Linked DNA regions of Mus musculus: region 2 is linked to region 1. The links are chromatin contacts, called in public HiChIP or PLAC-seq maps. All regions are on one chromosome and are shown on one strand. Each heading gives the region's core, a stretch centred on a gene start, on an enhancer-like site or on the middle of the called end of the contact. The rest is flanking DNA. Distances are from core to core; before and after follow the strand shown. Region 1 overlaps Frmd5 (FERM domain containing 5). Region 2 has its middle 25 kb from the start of Frmd5.

Region 1 (6,310 bases), core at 3,434-5,933:
CCTAGGTTTAGTGAGTTGGGTGAGCCTAGCGAGAAGCAAGTCTGAGAGACAAACTCCTGTTCGTGAGGCTTAGGTGCAGCCCGGGAAGTAGACAGAGGAAAGTCTGCAAGGTTCTCCTTGCCCTGGGAGTTCAGAAGCAACCCCATTCTTTCTGCCAGAAGAAAGAATGCATCATCAAAAGAAAGCAATTGTCACCCATCTTTCTCTTTTCTTTGGAACCTGTTTTCCTTCCTGGGAACAAATACTTGTTTCCAAACCCGTGTGTGGCCACTCAGTTGCTGAGTCTTCCTCCTGGTGAGCAGCACTCCTACATAGATAGCCAAGGGCTTTCTCTTAAACCTGAAAGGAAGTCTAAAGTAGCCTCTGCAGGCCGCACTTCCCACCCTCCATTAACCTGTGCAGTGGTTTGGGCCACCTGTCACCCCGAACTTTGCTTTGCCACAGGCTGGAAAAGTCAAGCCAAGTCCGCACAGTGTCCAGCAGCAATTTGTTCTTTAAGGGGAGCCGGTTCCGATACAGGTAAATAGTGACAGTAAGTAGCCATTCCAGATCCTTCCAGACCCTTCCAGACCCTTCCCTAGAGAACATCCTGTGCACCTTATCCTGAGAACAGAGGACCCAGAGCTCACAGCAGGGCCTGGCATTTCCTCCCAATTCCTGGGCCCTTTACCCGCATCCTCTCCAGCTTTCTGTCTGTAGGTCTCTTCTTCCCTCATAGTGTTTTTACCTCATCAAGTGAGAGGAAGACCACTACCACAATTTTTGAGCCATATTTGAAGCAAGCTTTATTAAATACTGGCCAGGATGATGGACATTAGCCAGGTCCATACCCGGGATTCCCAGAGCATGGTGCCACATTCTATTAGACAGGGGCTTATAAAGGCAGACCTCACAAGACTGCATGCTCCCTGTGCGCCTCCTGCACACATGTGATCAAGTACGCTCGGTGTAGTTGGGGCAACTGAGCTTGTTTACAGAAGTAAAAATATTGGAGTGGTTGTTAGATTATATGAACGGCCCCCACCCAGCCTTCCAGGAAGTTATTTGTCCTTGGGCAGCTGGGGCTTACTGGTTAGAGGAACTTTTGTTTTATAGATCTTTTAAGCACAGTAATTAAAACAAAGCATAGCTTGGGGTGTCTAACGGCTCAGAGCCTCCCGGGGCTGTGTAGTGTGAGCTGAGCTGGAGCTTGCTGGAGCTTGGGGGTCTCCTTCACAAACCTGCCATTTCTAACTGTAACATTATCTCGGAGTCAGCCATCACAGTAGCAGGAGCAAACCGAGAACTGTGCAAGCTCTCTGTGTGTCCCCTCTCTGAGAGCTTTTGGATTTTTTTTCCTGGTGATTCATAGAAACTAGAGGAAACCTTCCCAATTAAGAATGGAACTAGGCATGGGTGGTGGGTGATGTCTTTAATCCCAGCAGAGTCAGAGGCAGGCAGATCTCTATGAGTTCGAGGCCAACCCGGTCTACACAGTGAGCTCCAGGACAGCCAAGACTACATAATGAGATCCCGTCTCAAAAAGGGGGGTGGAGGGGAGAGGGTCCCAGAGACTCTAGCAAAGAAGAGCTGAGTTAAGCCACTGTGATGTGCCAGAGCTCTGCCCCATCGAGAAAGCTTTCCACAGAGACTGAAGCCTTGGGGGATGGATGGGCCAGAGGCTATTTCTTGACTCAGCCCGAGCACCTGCAATCTTGGAGCCTGGTTCTCATTACTGCCTTTCTTGCTGTTTGTTTTTATTTTACCACTTGACAGTGGCCGGGTCGCAAAGGAAGTAATGGAGTCCAGTGCCAAGATCAAACGGGAGCCGCCAGAAATACACAGGTAGGTAAGCTGTCTGTCGGGCGCTTCCCAACCACACAGGTAGATAGGCTGTGGGGCACTTCCAAACCAACTCCAACTCAGATCCCAGAAATACACAGGTAGGTAGGCTGTCTGTCGGGCACTTCCCAGCCCACTCTAACTCAGATCCCAGAAGCTCAAATGAGCCAGCAAGCCAAGCCCATGAAGCTTCTGGCCAAACAGATACAACAGAGGAGGCAGAGGGCAGGAGAGGGAAGTGACCCAAGTGAGCTCGGACTCAGGAGCCGCATACAGCCTGTAACAGCATAAGGAAAGACAAGGCACAGCAGACAGTGCATCCGAGCTGAGCTGCAGCTCTAAAGATGTGGCAAACTGAAGACACTTGGCTGTTCATTACAGAAAGCCTCAAATGACCTCAGGACCATGTCATGTATGTCTACAAACCATGCATTTCTAGAAGCCTGCCTCCCCCAAGCCCGGTAGACTCACACAGACTGGCTGAGAAATCTAGGATCTATTTGCCCACCAGCCTGTACTTCTGGAAACGGGAAATTATTACCTTCCCTTCAACACAGCCTCTCCTAAGCAGCCTACGGGAACTAGGGAAAGTGCCGGTACCATTTTCAGACATTTTAGGAGCTTGTCTCATTCTAGGGCTCTATTCCCTACCAGTCCTGTCTGCCCCCCAAGACACACTGCAGAAAGGCTGGGTGTCCCGTGAAAAGAAGTGAAGGAATCTAACAGAATCTCTGAGACTCGGGGACCACGGTTAAGAGAATTTGTTAAATATCTAGGCACCCCTCTCTGTGCACTAAGTGGTTCTCTCTCCGTTTCATCTCAGAGCAGGGATGGTCCCTAGCCGCAGCTGTCCTTCTATAACCCATGGCCCACGACTGAGCAGCGTCCCCAGGACACGAAGAAGAGCTGTGCACATCTCTATCATGGAAGGTGAGTGTGCGCTCCTGGAAATGACGCCGGTGTCTGAGCACTGTAAGGAGGCTAAGTTCCTCCCCAGGGGCTGTATTAGTTACTTTCTGCTGCTGTGATACAATTCCAGGACCAAGACAATGTATGTAGGAAAGTTTATTTTGAGCCAGGCACAGGCCTTTAATCCCAGGAGGCTGAGGCAGGCTGATCTCTGAGTTCGAGGCCAGCCTCGTCTACCGAGTGAGTTCCAGGACAGCCAGAGTTACAGAGAAACCCTGTCTTGAAAACACAAAGCATATCACGGCGGAGAGGCAGGGCAGCCTTAGCTGGCTTAGCAGTGGAACAGAGCTGGGCGCTAGCATCTTCAAACAAGCACACGGTAGAGAGAGAGCCTGAAGTGAAGTGAAGCCCAAGTGGTGTGCTTCCTCCAGATCCTAAACCACCTCAGCACTGCCAACTGGGCACCAAGTGCTCAAACACCCAAGACTCTGGGAGACAATCTCACTCAGACCAGAGACTCGAAAAAATCCTATTTGCTTTAGAGATAACAGCAGTCTCTTGGGTAAGAGCCCAGTGGGAGGTAGAGGTTCTATACAAAGGTGGGGACACAGCGGAGTGTTTAGTCCCTAGCAATGATGTGGCGGCGATCAGTACTCGGAGGCAGAGGAAGCTGAGGCAGGAGTTAAAGGTCAGCATAAAGTACATAGCAAGACCTCATCTCACACACAGAACTGCTCAGGTAGGGATGAGTATCATTCTGTGGGAGGGTCTCTGGTTTGTATTATTCACTTATGGCTGACACAGAACTCCAAGGAGAAACCTGGATAGGCGGATACCACCAAGGCCGGTGGTTGCTTCATTTGTAAAGAGGAGCCTCTCTCTGCCTGCTCGGCAACTGACAAGGATGCTAATGCACATGCATTGCTTTTGGTGAGGGTGAGGGTGAGGGTGAGGGTGAGGGTGAGGTGGCAAAGCTTCACGCTGTAGCACAGGCAGCCCTCCCACCTCAGCCTCCCAAATCCTGAGATTGAGTGTGAGGTACAGCACTTTAAAGAGAAGCCCTGCTAGGCAGTAATGGCGCACGCCTTTAATCCCAGCACTTGGGAGGCAGAGGCAGGAGGATTTCTGAGTTCAAGGCCAGCCTGGTCTACAGAGTGAGTTCCAGGACAGCCAGGGCTACAGAGAAACCCTGTCTTGAAAAAAACCAAAAAAAAAAAAAAAAAAAAGAAGAAGAAGAAGAAGAAGAAGAAGAAGAAGCCCTCCCGCCTGGCCTTTTGCAACTGTGGTGAAGTGCTGCTAACGAGCACAGCCGACTGTAGGGAGGAGCCATGAGGGATGGAACCAGGGCCTTCAAAAGGCACAAACGAAACCCCAAAGAACACGCTTTTGGCTGTGAAGTCAGCTCATTTGAAGGCACATCACAGAAGCCTTCTGACTTTTCTAGAAAAGCTTCATTTGCTTTCTAAAAATGGGGGAGGGGGGAATACAAAAACAACAACAACACAGCATTACAGTTTGAATGAAGCACAAAATCCCCACAAACAGGGACACTTTTAAAACAGTCTTGGAGGCCCAGAGGACACTGGGGAATGTCAGTTTCCTTTACCCACTGTGTCTGGACAGAATGTGGAGCTCAGCCAAGTGGGTTGTAGGACAGTCGGACATGGACAGACACAGCTCACTCCCAGCCCTGGAGCCACTTCTTCCTCAGTTCCTGTGTGACTTCAGTGCACATGGCCTAGATAAAGCCTGCCTGTGGCTTCAGAGCCTATTTTCTGGGACAGTTGTAGTTGGTCCACGGCCTTTCCCCTTCCCTCTGAGAGCCGGGGCCACGCGGGGCCTCGGGGAATGAGCTGCAGGCTGGCAAGCATTGCTTTTTATGGATGTAAGCACTTCTGGCCTATTCCAGTCCCCTGATAAGGATAGCCTCTGCTCTCCACGCTTCTCCCTCCTTCCAGCTCAGCCTGACATAAGGCTCTGGAGAGTCAGCACTCTGTCCAGGTGGAGGGCACTGCTGCCACGGCCTGGGGGGTGGAGATTCTTTGTACCTAGCTGGCTATTTCCTCTCCGTACCTCCTGGGCCTGGCTGGTGTCCCTTGAAGAAGGAACTGCCGTCCTGGCCTGCCATGGGAAAGAGTCTAATTAAGATTCAGACCAGAGTCCGTGTCCAGCTCCGGCTGACTAACCACTGCCTTCGGACCCTAAGCGTCCGCATCCTGAGGATGGGACCCCGGCTTCAGTGTAGGGTCCTAACAACTGTCCCCCCTGGCCCACTGGGAGCCACTTCTGGACAGAGGCATCAGCTAGATCACCTCAAAGGTAAATACACCTGTGCCACTTTGCCCCAGCGCCCGGAGACTAATGGGTCTGAGGAGGGGCAGGGTGAATGGTGGTTCCTATAGCAGATGAATCTTCTGAAATATGAAAACTTGTAGAAAATGGACATATCTGGACACCATTAAGGGAGGTAACTCAGACTCAAGACAAATACTACGTGTTTTCTCCCATGCAGATACTACCTTTTAATCTTGACATATGTGAGAGTGGTCCTAAAACCAGAAAGGAGACCATGGGGTGATGAGGGGTTAGGAATGTCGCTCAGTTGGGAGAATGCTTGGGTAACATGCACGAGGCTCTGAGTTTGATAAAGCTTGGTTGCATACATCTGTATTCCCAGCGTTTGGTGATGGCAGGGGGATTGGAGTTCAGTGTCATCTTTGACTACTCAGTGAGTTAAAGCCAAAGCAGGACTCAAGAGATGGCGCCTTTGAAAAACAAATGAGCCATTTTGAGAAAAGAGAATACAGTGTGCTATGAAATTGCACAAAAGGGTGCTGGGGTGGGACAGTTCAGGGAGCAGGGGAGCAGGGTGGGGGAAGGGCAACAAAAAGGGGTACTGGGGTGGGGCAGTTCAGGGGAGCAGGGTGGGGGAGGGGCAGCAAGAGATTGTTCAGAATTGCCATAATGGAACCTAATCTTCTAAATGATAACTTACAAAAAAAACCCCAAAAGCCATGTATTTGATTTAAAATACAAGACAAACCGTTTAAAGTGGGATGTTACTCCATAATCAATACTAAAGGTTTATGGTGATATTTCTGGATAATTTAAGGATACATAACATTTTGAATGAGATACATTTCATATACAACAAGAGATAAAAATGGATCCATAAAAAGGTTTTGAGATGGAGGGAGGGAGGGAAAAGGGAGAGGGTGGAGAAATGGGGAGGGGTGCTGGCTACATTTTCTTGTTCAGGACTGGCCTGATATTGAATGACCTTAAAGCAGTCTTCTGTTGAGAGGACAGAACATTAACATGCTTGGTGAACAACTGTGGTGGTCAGGCATTCTACTAGAAATGCCTGTCTGCCCATCCTCCTGTCTGCTGAGCTCACGGACAGCTTAGTAGGTGCCATAGCTTCTGACTCGATGTCCTGATGTCAGCCTCACTCTCCTTCCTCAGCCAGCTTAGGGATTAATCACAAGCCAAGATATTTTGTACTGAAGTGGCTGCTGGCACCAAAGCTGGTCATACTTGGGAGATCTGGCTGTCATAGATGTCCATGTGAGGGGACAGG
Region 2 (6,563 bases), core at 2,165-4,664, 280 kb before region 1:
CAGTCCACGCATAAGATGCAATTCTTCGCCTAGCCTTCAGTATGTGGAAACTGAGGACCACTGATTGGCCTTGTCACTTTAAATTATGCTCCAACGGTTCTGACATCCTGTCCATGGATACCAGAATGCAAGAGATGCACAGATGTATGTTTGGGGGAAACCACTTATACACATAAAAATTTTTAAATCCTATTAACACAGAATAACTATGGGATTGGAATGAACCGACCTTGCTTTTTAAAAATACTGTTATTAATTCTTATAGATTTCATACAATTTATTTTGAACATATTTATCCTCGACTGCTCTCCATAACTCTTCCCAGAGTTATGCCCCAGCCTCCTCTTCTCCTTCTTCTTCTCCTTCCCTCCTCCTCTTCCTCTCCCTCCTCCTCCTCTACCTTCTCCTCCTCTTCTTCTCCCATTGAGTTTAATTTGAGTTACTCATACTCTTGTGTGCGGACAACCACTGGAGCAGATGGACCACTTCCTTAAATAAAATTGACTCTCCCTCTCCCAGGAGCCATTGGCAGTCAGAAGCTCCTCAGGGAATGTGTTTCACGATCCCTCCCCTCTCCATGCTAGAATGTCGACTGGCTTGGCATTGTGCAGTGTTGTGGGTTTGGTCAGGTGCTGCTTGTATTATGTTAATCTGGGTCCCCAAAGTTGCACTGAGAATCTGCACTTCCAGAGTGAGACTCAGGGAGAAAAAAGGTGGGACTTTTAGGATTTCCATGCAAGGGACAGAGGAAGGATCCATCAGGAGGGAAGGGGAGGGGAGGGGAGGGGAGGGGAGGGGAGGGGAGGGGAGGGGAGGGGAGGGGAGAGACGCCATGCCTGAGAGGTGCGGGACAGAGAGAATAGCCGCCAAATAGGAGCTGAGGATCGAAGCCCATAACGGCTGCACATCTGGGTCTAGGGCAGCAAAGATGGAATATAGATTTTAGTAAGTAATTGTTGCAGGAAATATTTTAGAAAACCGAACCGCGATGGCTCTCCGAGGGTGCCACTGCTGGCAACTCTCTCCAGCTAGCCTCCACTGTGCCTGATAGCTGTGTTCTCAGCTCTTGTTCGCTTGTCCCTGGCATCCCTAGTTCTTCCTCAGCCATAAACCCATGTAGTCGGCGATCCCACATTCCAGTAACTAAATGGAACCGCCAACCTCGAGGCTGCTTATCACAATACCCAGTAACTGGTAGAATCAAGACACTTAAAGCTTAATTAACCAATCAGATTTATGTATCAATAATATTACAATTTACAAGATGCCAATACAATAATTTCAGAGCCAATTGATGATAGAAGCTTTATTCCAATTAATCTAACCGTACGATACCACAACTATTTGTGGCTGGTAAATGCCACATGGGTTCACATCCCCAGCCATCATCTTCCTCCTCCTCCTCCACCTTCTATCCTGAGATGCTCTCTCTCTCTCTCTCTCTCCCCTCTTCCCCCCTCCTCCTCCTCTTCTTTCTCTCTCTCTCTTCCCTCTCCCCCTCCTCTCCTCCTCCTCCTCCTCCTTCTTCTTTTCTCTCTCTCTCTCTCTCTCTCTCTCTCTCTCTCTCTCTCTCTCTCTCTCTCTCTCTCTCTCTCTCTCTCTCTCTCTCCCCAACTCTTAGCCCCGCCTCCCTTTTCCCTGTCCAATCACAGACCCCATTCTGCACTAATGTAATTGGACAGGGAAAATCCTGCAGCAAGTAATAACTTGAGAATATGGGGGGTGGTGGATTAGGCACATGGAGGTTAGGAAGTAGCCCAGTCATTGAGCTGTTTAAGGCATATAAAAATATAAGCCCGGCGGTGGTGGCGCACACCTTTAATCCCAGCACTTGGGAGGCAGAGGCAGGCGGATTTCTGACTTCAAGACCAGCCTGGTCTACAGAGTGAGATCCAGGACAGCCAGGGGCTACACAGAGAAACCCTGTCTCAAAAAAACAAAAACAAAAACAAAACAAAAACAAAAAACCAAACCAAAACAAAAATATATATGTATATGTATATAGGCTCTGTATATGTGTCTTTCATTCTGGAACCCAGAACATTGGAGTGGTTAGCAAGAAAAGCCCTCCAGGATCAATTTGAGTAGATTTAATTGGATATTGCTACAGTGTAGATCTTTAACATTTTTGAAAATTGGGTTTATTTAGTTTTTAATTTTATGTGTTTGTTGCCTGTTGTCTGGACCATGTGTGTGCCTGATGCCACCACAGATGTCAGAGAGGCTATTCATCTCCTGGAACTGGACTTATATCTGAGAGCCACCATGTGCTGAGAATCGACATGGGCTTCTGGGAAAGTAATAAGGGCCCTTAATCACTAATCCATTTCCCCAACTTTTGTGCAGGCAAGAACAGCCACTGTGAGTTCATGACTGCATCTGTCCTGTTGTGTCCGGAGGACACCACTATGCTCTGCAACCCTGCCTCACTTCACTGACTAAAGCTCCCCATTTACTTTCTGTTGTGTGGTTATCTATATAAGAGATGAATGAGAGTTCCTATAGCCGATAAAGGTTTGGTAAATTCAATAGAAAGATAATAGAGGAAGAATTACCATTTAAGTATCATCATAGCCCACATTTTACCTACAAGAAAACAAATTTGAATTATGAAAATTATTCAGCTAGTTCCTGGTAGAGAGCCATGACAAATGTTAATATAATCAGATGTCTTAAATACCTTGAGTGTGTGGGGGGTGTTCTCTTTCAGATTTAATTTATTAGTGGAATAAACTTATTTAAAATGAGATCCACTCTTAAAAGTTACAGAAAGTCAAACCACACAAGTTACATGATAAGTAAATTTCAGGGCCCTACTGCAATCCTTACTCCTTGAAGTTCTTTTTTTTTTTTTTTTTTTAGCCATTTTTTGTTAGTCATTGTTAGCCATGACCTCCTCAAAGAACTTAACTCCTGTCTTCCACAAGATGGCAGCATTGCTCATTCCTCGGCAACCTCTCCCCAAGGCCCTCGCTGTCCTTGATTGTTGGGGTCACAGATGAAGATTTAAGCTGTCATCCTGGCGTCACAATCAGTTCCTGGTATTGAAATGCCAGGCCAAAGCCAGACGCCTAACTCATGAAGGGAAACAGGACCGCAGAGCTGTGTCTATGGAGAGAGACTTTAGGAAACAGGTCAAGGACAGAGTCATGGAAGCAGTGGGATGAGCAACCCTGAGACCCATCCATCACCTGTCTCCCTGGAAGTCCTGAAAGACCTGAGGCCTGGCTTTGTGAAAATGTGTATCCGTCTGTCACATAGTCACAACAAACTGGTCCCCTGCTAAAGAATGTCTGCTTTCTCTCTCCTCCTTTTTCCTTTTCTTTTTCCCCTCTTCCTTTCATTTCCTTCCCCCCTCCTCCCTTTCTTCCTATAGGATCTTGTTTGATTGATTGTGGTCCTGGACCTGACCTGGTGCATGCTCAGCACGTGTTCTACCACTGGTGTGGTAGATGCAGGGCAGGCAGCAAAGGCCTTCCCTTTCCATATTGTCCTTTCCTGGAGGAGCTGTGAGACCATGATTGGATCTCCCACATATGTCCATGTCCATGCATATATGTGTGTGTGTGTGTGTGTGTGTGTGTGGTGTGTCTAAGTCATCTTCCTAGTTCCTCAACACAGTTTTTGTAATAAATTAACACAAGAATCTAAAAAAATCATATTGAATATTTTGAGTCATATCAATTTATGCTAAAATACTTATTTTTCTTTAAATTTATTCTATGTCTTAAAGTTCCTTTCCTGACTTATTTCTTTAAACAAAACAAAAATTCTGGGCTGGAGAGATAGATGGCTTAGTGGTTAAGAGTGTATGCTTCTCTTGCAACAAACTGGAGTTTGGTTCCCAGCACACACATCAGAAAATTCCAGCTTCAGAGGACCCAACTCTGTCTTCTAGCTTCCAAAGTCACCTGCACACACACAACACGTCTGTATAAGTGTACACTCATGCACATGAGTGCAGGTTTTCTCAGAAGCCAGTTGGAGCCTCAGTAGGAGGAAGTTGTGAATCAGCTGATATAGGTATCAGAATATGAACTCAGGACCTCTGCAGAGCAATACTGCTCTTAGCCACTGATATTATGTCTCTTAAAATCACAGTGCACACACGTGAGAAGATTGCCGATTCTTTAGACTGTTCACTAATGACTAGAACAGTTGCTCTCAACCTGTGGGTCACAACCCTTTCGGAGGTGAAATGACCCTTCACAGGGGTTGCCTAAGACCGTAGGAAAAAACAGATATTTATGTTATGATTCATAACAGTAGAAAGATTACAGTTATGAATAGCAATGAAAATAATTTTAGGGTTGGGGGGCCACCACACCACGAGGAACTATTTTGGAAAACCCTGTTACTACTAAGGTCATAGTGGACCATGACTGTGCAGTTCCCTGGGCTAGGTGCAAAATGGAGGACTTCTTTTTTGTTTTAAGATTTAGTTATTTATTTTATATGACTACACTGTAGCTCTCTTCAGACACACCAGAAGAGGGCATCAGATCCCATTACAGATGGTTATGAGCCACATGTGGCTGCTGGGAACTGAACTCAGGACCTCTGGAAGAGCAGTCAGTGCTCTTAACCACTGAGCCATCTCTCCAGCCCAGGGGTCTTCTTTTTCTAGTAGGGCTCCCTCTTCTCCATCTGACCTTATCTGGGGAGCCCAACCCCCACATCTTCTACTTGAGGAGTGCCAAGTAGTCCTTGGCAAAATTGCAGGTTCAACTCCCTTTCTCCCAATAAGAACCTGCCTGGCAAGCACCTGGGGTGCCTCTCCATGCAAATAAGGCATTCCCAGTACCTTAAGCCTCAGTCAGTGTATGTTCACCAAAAATCCCTTCCCACTCTCCAAGGTTCATATAGTCCTTGTTCACCCCAAGTAAAATACATGCACATGAATGTTGTCTGAGAGAGTTGTAACACTGAAATCCTCAGAGAATGCTCGCCATTCTGCACAGGTGGACCAAGATCCTGCCCATTCATTCATCCACCCCCCTACCCCCACCCCCGCTCGGCTTCATCCTTTCCTTCCCATTGTGCAGCAGCAGCGCCTGGACACCCTGAGGGAGGAAGCCCAGGGCAGAACCACAGAACTGTAGTAAAAGGCCAGAGTATTAGAAAGGTTGAAAATCACTGGTCTAGAAACTGATACCCATCTTATTAAGCTCTGCTTGTATCATGTGACTTGTTTTGTTCCTTGAAAGGTAGGTGGCACCTCTGGAGGGCCTTGAGGCAGAAGCTGGAGAGGAAGGGTCCTCTCTTGTGGGTTGTTTGTTTTTTGAGTCAGTGTTTGGCTATCCAGTCCAAGCTTGCCCCTGCCATTTCCCTGGCCCCCACTCCCTCCCCTCTGTTCTTTCCGTCTAGGTAATGACCCAGCTGTCTAGAAGATGACTCAGAATAACTCTGCTGATCAGTGCAGATGCTGTGCAGGTGAAATGTAAACTTCTGTGTTCTAAACTGCTGATGTGGGGGTTGTCAGTGCAGTTCAAGCAGACATTCATTGTAAGTGGGCTTGCTAGAACTCCCGTGGGGAAAAATTGCTCCAGAGAGGGTGAAAGCCATATCTTTATATATGTGTAAAACACAGTTATTTGTACCCTACATAACCAGATACACATCTGCATTCAACTCTTGGGGTGGGGAGAGGAAGGACCAAAGTCTAAACAGGCTCCTTTATGGGATAATAGTGAAATAGAGATCAGCATTGATCTAGATGATCAGGTTATCTTTAAGTCTAATCTGGTATTAGGGGGTGTTGAAAGAACCTAGTGGGGAAACCCCCACTCAGCTCCCGATTCGGCGTGCACCCAAGAATCACGAATAGAACACAACACCTTGATGTAACAACACAAGGTTTTTTTAATGGCGGAGCTCCGGGTCGAAACGTATCTCACACAGGAGACAGTGGATTCGACCACGAGGCTTGGAAGCTAGGGGTGGGCATGTCCTGGTCTGTTCTGCTATGTTCTCAGCCCCAGGTTTCAAAGCTCACAAACAACTCTTATGAATCACAGGTCTCAAGTTTTATTTCCTTTCAGTATTACCTCTGGTATTTCACTTAGGTCTCCTAGGAGGTTTTATAAATGAGTGATATCCAACTCTACCTCTTAGATCCTAAGTTAATTGGTAGAATCTACATGCCTTTAAAAAATATTATTTTTTATAGGAATGAAGAGATGCTTCAATGTTTAAGAGCACTTGCTGTTCTTTAAAAGGACCAAAGTTAGGTTCCCAGCACCCACATTTGACGCTCCTAACCCCCATAATGCCTGCTCTGGAGGATCCAACATCTCCTTCTGGCCTCCGTGGGTACCTGTTCATATGTGGCATACATTCATACAGAGACACATTAAAGATATAAATAAGGAAAGATTTATATAAATATACCTTTTCTTTTTAAAGATTTATTTATTTATTATATGTGAGTACGCTGTAGCTGTCTTCAGACACCCAAGATCTCATTACGGATGGTTGTGAGCCACCATGTGGTTGTTGGGATTTGAATTCAGGACCTTCAGAAGAGCAGTCAGTGCTCTTAACCACTGAACCATCTCTCCAGC

Evidence for each region. HiChIP or PLAC-seq counts read pairs in DNA pulled down with a chosen protein or histone mark.
Region 2: an H3K27ac HiChIP or PLAC-seq map of heart atrium shows a contact between it and region 1, with 9 times the contacts expected there. The contact joins two enhancer-like sites. A contact is called at or near these places in 7 of 39 promoter capture datasets (the 3T3-L1 cell line, the HPC-7 cell line, HPC-7-derived erythroid cells and 2 more), 1 of 15 datasets of contacts at CTCF or cohesin (the NIH/3T3 cell line), 74 of 484 Hi-C or Micro-C datasets (the 3T3-L1 cell line, 3T3-L1-derived adipocytes, the AML12 cell line and 44 more), 7 of 115 datasets of contacts at active chromatin or transcription factors (T-cell acute lymphoblastic leukemia, embryonic basal ganglia, embryonic stem cells and 2 more) and 4 of 9 other capture datasets (adipose tissue, embryonic stem cells, liver and 1 more).

The regions. Positions count from the first base shown.
Region 1 is chr2:121,549,779-121,556,088 of GRCm38.p6, reverse strand. Frmd5 (FERM domain containing 5) reads left to right here. Exons shown (of 14, transcript NM_001360084.1): 11 at 445-519; 12 at 1,756-1,824; 13 at 2,645-2,751. Among named protein-coding and RNA genes, the nearest start is that of Wdr76, 46 kb to the right of the region's middle. Within about 2 kb of position 4,683, at least 18 of the 459 cell types and tissues checked have an H3K27ac peak or open chromatin away from gene starts, as enhancers often do. A contact at or near this core is called in heart atrium, where this site is marked.
Region 2 is chr2:121,829,137-121,835,699 of GRCm38.p6, reverse strand. No RefSeq gene overlaps it. Among named protein-coding and RNA genes, the nearest start is that of Frmd5, 25 kb to the right of the region's middle. Within about 2 kb of position 3,414, at least 16 of the 459 cell types and tissues checked have an H3K27ac peak or open chromatin away from gene starts, as enhancers often do. A contact at or near this core is called in heart atrium, where this site is marked.